Linked DNA regions of Capsicum annuum: region 1 is linked to region 2. A link is a contact called in public Hi-C data. All regions are on one chromosome and are shown on one strand. Each heading gives the region's core, a stretch centred on a gene start, on an enhancer-like site or on the middle of the called end of the contact. The rest is flanking DNA. Distances are from core to core; before and after follow the strand shown. Region 1 has its middle 89 kb from the start of LOC107851236. Region 2 overlaps LOC107851236 (MADS-box protein SOC1).

Region 1 (3,066 bases), core at 385-2,884, 48 kb before region 2:
TTCAGAAGCATTACACAATCTGGATATGTAAGCAATGACAATATCCACGAAAGACAAAATTACAGACGTATGCAATGATGTAACAGATAAATAAATAGACGAAAAAAGTAAAGACATAACCATGTGATTGTAGGCCCCACCCAAGTTGCCAAAAGTCTTGCTAAAGTCTTATCAAATATAAAAGGATTTGAAATTCATAAAGTATATTTGAAGTCCACAAATGCCTATAAATACCTCCTTTGGAAGATTTAAATAAAGTAGCTAGAGAGAAAAAATCAAGAGTGAGAAAGTTCTTAGTTTTTCAAAAATTTCTTAGTTTTCAAAGCTTGTAAGTTAGTTAAAAAAAAAAAAAGGACTGTGTAAAAAGTCTATATTAGTTTCTTAGTTCTTTATTTTCGGTAGCTGACAAGTTTTCAGGGGACTCCCGATAGGGAAATCTCACTTCTTCCTTAAGACATGTAAGTAGTCGTTACATAGATCTTTGTATTTTTCTCCCAAGATTGTAAATTATGTTTGAATTAATCAAGTTCATATTTTATTTCAGTTGTGTTTTTAATATTATAAGATCTGGATCGCCGGCGGTTTACCGTCAGTTTTCCGATCTTGTAAAATTCATTACTTATTAATACATATTTAATTATTAGTAGATGTGTCTTTAATATTATAAGATCTGGATTGTCGGCGGTTAACCGCCAGTTTTCTGATCTTGTAAAATTAGTAAATTAATTATAAACATGCCCCCAGTGTATGGTTATTCTCTCAATATTTTAGCAATAACGATGGATTAATCTGTAAATTCCTATGGATTTGAAAAGTCCACAGAAGATAAAAAAAGGACCGTTGTTATTCTCCCGGAGTGTGATTAAAGAAGATATTGCTAAAATACCTAAAACTGAAGAGAAAGAGATGAACAGGGTATAAATTTAAAAAAAAAACTAGAAAAAAAAATCAAAAAACAAAAAAATGTAAAAATATTTTATTTTTGGAAGAAAATACACTTTGATCTTTATGACTTGGACACTTACACTAGACTAAGAACAACGAAGGAGGGAGTACTGAGTAGGATTTTGCTCCATATAAAAAATAGATCCACATTAACGTTGCTTTATTTTCTCATTTCCACTTACCTGTTTTAATTATTTATTTATTTTTGCTTCACTTATATTACTTATATACGCTTTATTATTATATATCTATTATCTGTTCATTATTATATATATCTAATATTTGTCTATTATATTATATTATTATTATTTATCTGTCTATCAATATATATTATATTATATTATTATTATCTGTCTGTTGCTAAAATATCTAAAACTGAAGAGAAAGATATATATATATATATATATATATATATATATATATTGCTAACATACTACATAAAAAGAATATTAACAAAATAATTATTTTTTTATTTTCTTAAAAGCCCTTGCTATTTTTTACTACCAACTAACTAAAACCAGTGACCTGTTGATAATTTCAACCCCAATATCCTCAATTTCATTTTCCTCTTCTCTGTATCATCCCAAAACACCTTCCTCTACAATTATAATTTTACCCATTCAAGGCTCTTTCAACTCCCCGTTTCTCATTTGATTTTGAATTCAGCTGTAATTTGTAAGCCGGAAGCTCCATTGACACTGACTTCAAAAATTAAACTCATTTTGATAAGAAAAAGAGGTCATTGATTACATATGTAACTTCATTGATGTTATAATGAATCTTTCCAAGACTGTCTCAAAATATTTAAACAAAATACAAGCAAAGAAATCGGGTAAGATCGAATTGATTTTGATATCAAACGTGAAAACTTCTTTTAGCTAATATAAGTAGATTATAGCCATGGCGTCCTTTTACTTGATACTGTATTAAAATGGAATGACAGAGGAGTCAGAGAAGGTGGGGATGAAGCGGAGGAGAGAGGGAGAAAATTGGTTGTCACTTCTCAGATTGTGTTGGTTTAGTATTAGTTTATAAAGACCAAAAAGTCATCTATATTTGTTTGTAGGGGTATGCAAAAACGAACCCACCGATAAACCGAATCGATAAAAATATTATTGGTTTATTATTATTGAGTTAACAGTTTTTTAATGATTTTATAAAAAAAATTATTGAATTATTGGTTCGCTTCGATCTTTTCTTATTTGGTTATTGGGTAAACCGATAACCCAATATATATATATATATATTAATTTCTCTTTAATTTCTACAAATTAGCAAACCTATTATTTCAATTTTACAAACTCTTAATTTCTCCTAACAACATTTAGTTCAAACTTGAAGATTCTTGTAAATTAAAACACGTCATGTAGGATTTTTGGTTGCAACTAAGATTTGATTTTTTTCATGTTAGTTACTACTATTTCTATTTTATGAGTATTTTCTTATCGGTTACACCAAAAACTGAACTGTTAAGGACTAAAAACCGATAAATTAAAAACCGATAAAAAATATCTTATTGGTTTGATTATTGGTTTAGCATATTTAAAAATCAAAAATCGATAAACCGAATCGATAATATGTAAAATCGAACTGAACCGACCGATGCACACCACTATATATTTGAACTGTTCTCATAAGCCATTAAGGATATTTTTTATAAGGGAAAAGACATCATTTTCATTCTAAACTATATTTGAAAAGTCGAAGACACACTTCAACTATTAAAGCGACCTAATACACACATGAACTACTTAAAAGTGAATTTTTATGCACCCTAAAACTGACGTGGCAAAAAATAATTAATTAAAATAAAAGATGGAGCGTGGGTAATATAATTAAAGAAAAAAAGTTAAAAAAATTAAAATCTTCTTCCCTACCAAGCATCCTCTTCTTCACCACCACCCCACCCGCCACCTCTCACCCCCGCCTCCTTCACAAATCTTCTTCTTTACACCCCACTTGTTGTTATCTTCTACTTCTCTTTTTTCCAATCAATTTTTAATAGTGATTGAAACTTCTATTTTTCGAAGAACTTTCTTCATCAATTTGATTTTTCTTTTTACTCCATTGTTGATTTTTCATTCAATTTCATCACTTTTTTCTTCACTTAACTCACTACTA
Region 2 (2,923 bases), core at 300-2,799:
ATGCCAAAAAGGGTAAATTTAGAAAAAAAAAATCTTTTAAGGTAATTGATAAACATTAGTTGCAATCTAACTGAAGATGACAAAATATTTGGTTAAGCATTAGTTGAAATCCAACTAAGTACTACCAAATCTTTGGATTCTCCCTTTTAATTATTTTTTTTTGAAAATAATTATTAATATTTTTGAATAAACACAATAGAAAGTATAAGTAGAAATCACACTATATAATAAAATATAACTTCTTATTTTTATAAAATCAAATGATATCTTACAAATTATTTAAGTTTTCATAATTAACATTAAAATATCATACATTCTAGTGCTTATTTATTATCAGATCAAACGCATTCTCAGATATTAAACAACTAATTATAATGTTCTACTTTATTTAAAAATTATACAAGAGAATAAATTAAAATTATAAATATCTATTTATTAACATTTTTTTATAGAATCATACGAAGCAATAAAGAATACTAATCCATAAATTGATTTTAAATATATTTAAATTCATTTCATGTGTGTTTAACAATCGAAAATAAGGACATGGATGAAAGTTTTAATGAATCATAATGTTAAAAGATTGCTTTTATGTCTTATCTTATATACGTCAAAAATAAGAGATTAATTTAATATAGTAAACAAGAAATTTCTTTTAAAATAATTTGTCTATCTAATGAGGAAATATTCTATCTTAACTAAGAAGAATCTAAAAAATTAACAAAAGTTAACAAGATATATACTGTAGTAATTTAACATGAGCTAGTTAATATTATATTTTAAATAAGTTGTTTAAAATAATTTTAACAAATAATTAGTAAGTAATTATGTTTTCATAATTTATATGCACTGTAAATCTTTGTACTGATATGTATCACGTGAAGTTTTGAAATTATAGAGGGATTCACTTATTGTGTATAATAGATACACGCCTATTTAATAATTATGAGTATTTTTTTTTTTATTATTTTACCATAATATAGTAATAACTAAAGTAAATACATAATTACCCCCCTGATGTTGACCGAGATTTTCAAAGACACCTAAACTATACTTTCGACCTATTACCCCACGAATCTTACCTAAACCATTTTGAATGCACTATTTTGATCAAAATTTTGATCCTGCGTGTCTACACGCACTTGAAGCACGTGAATGAAAAAAAAATTGAACTAGCGAATTAAAATGTGTCACATGTAATAAAAAGGACCCACTTTTTTAATTTTGTATTTTAGTTTTCTTTTTTCTTCATTTTCCATCTTCTTCTTTCATTTAATTTGCCATCTTCTTCATTTTTTTTCTTCATTTTCCATCTTCTTCCTTCGTTTCTTCTTCTACTTCCTTCTTCTTCTTCCTCTTTTTTTTCTTCTCCATTAATCTTCATTAATTGTGTCACTCGATTTTCTCCGAAGTTAAAATTTTTAGTTTCCGTCAAATATTCATAAACCATTAATGAAAATTGATGGAGAAGAGAGAAGAAATTACTCCGTACTAATGAGTAATGAGATTTCAATACTATTGTCTTCTTCAACTACTCCATTAAAGCTCCATTAATGGAGTTTTATGATTCAAGTATATGGTGTTCAATACGAAAAACAACTATAATCACAAAAAGGAAACTTGATTTCACAACTTTTCAACAAATTAAGAAGATATTAAAGTCAATACATGATTTTGTATCCCACTAGTTTGATTCATTAAGGAAAAAAAAAAAAATTCTGAAATTTTCTAGCTTTAATGGAGAATTGGGAAAAAAGAAGAGAAAAAGAGAGTAATGGTTGTTAATGGAGAATTGGGGAAGAAAAAATGAAGATTGATTAATTGAGAATTGAGAAAGAAGATATGGAGATTGATTAATGGAGAATCGGAGAAGAAAAAATAAAAATTGATTAATTGATGAATAAAATTAAAAGGAAAATTTTGTTAAAAAATATAAAAAAAATGAAATTAAACGTAATTACATGTGGCACCACCTGATTGACGCGTGCATTGCACTCTCTTTGGTGTGACTGAAATTCTGCGAAAAATGATGTATTTGCAAAGGAATAAAGAAGAATCGTAGGGTAATAGGTCGAATACAAAGTTTAAGTGTCTTTTTAAAAATTTCGGCCAACATCAGAGGGGTAATTATGTATTTACTCTAATAACTATTACATTACCTTTATAAAAAAAATATAATATAGTAATAACTACTTTATGTAATTAAATGTGTGGCCAAAAATAATTTTACTTTTTATCATTTATGGAACATATGTGAGTATTTATACATCCATAGATAAACTACGTTTTCCAATATTTCAAGTTATATAACTTTGATTAGACATCGAATTCAAGATACATGAAAAAACTTCACAATATTTATTCCGTGATTTTGGATAAGAGCAGAGAAAGTTTGTCTGAAATCAAAATTAAAAATATTTAAATGGAACAAACTTCAAATATACTTTCTCTTTAAATTTAAAATTATTTTTTTCATTTGATTCAAGTATATTATTTAAATAAATAAGAAAAAAAGAAAAAAAATGTATGATCATGAATTCTAAAGCTATCACATAAAGAAAATTTGAAGAAAAGAACTTCTCCATAACCTTTTGAAGAAAAATAGTGGGCCCCACCCCCTTTAAGATGTCAATTGATTTTTTAAAAAATTTTCAAATCATAGTCATTAGAATTTTTCTAAAACATGCATTTTTTTTTTCTGAAATTCCCTACTCTTTGCATGATGTACAATAAGTTTAAGGTAGACTTTTTGTTAATTGACAAATTTGCCCTTGTTCGTCCTAGTTATGACTCTTCTATATAACAAATAATATAAATATAATATAATAAAAAAATATATTGAGTTTCATTAACTTATTAAATTGCCCTTGAAATAAGTCATATTTACTAAACTACCCTTGGTCGTCCACTTGATCACCTTTCT

Evidence for each region. A called contact is a pair of places that touch in the nucleus more often than the background predicts.
Region 1: a contact with region 2 is called in a Hi-C map of bud, with 1.9 times the contacts expected there. The contact joins two enhancer-like sites. A contact is called at or near these places in 4 of 5 Hi-C or Micro-C datasets (bud, leaf and placenta).

Annotation. Positions count from the first base shown.
Region 1 is chr12:187,194,254-187,197,319 of UCD10Xv1.1, reverse strand. No RefSeq gene overlaps it. Among protein-coding and RNA genes, the nearest start is that of LOC107851236, 89 kb to the right of the region's middle. Within about 2 kb of position 1,634, at least 4 of the 5 cell types and tissues checked have an H3K27ac peak or open chromatin away from gene starts, as enhancers often do. A contact at or near this core is called in bud and leaf, where this site is marked.
Region 2 is chr12:187,146,082-187,149,004 of UCD10Xv1.1, reverse strand. LOC107851236 (MADS-box protein SOC1) reads right to left here. Exons shown (of 8, transcript XM_047401088.1): 7 at 1,974-2,017. Among protein-coding and RNA genes, the nearest start is that of LOC107851236, 41 kb to the right of the region's middle. Within about 2 kb of position 1,549, at least 3 of the 5 cell types and tissues checked have an H3K27ac peak or open chromatin away from gene starts, as enhancers often do. A contact at or near this core is called in bud and leaf, where this site is marked.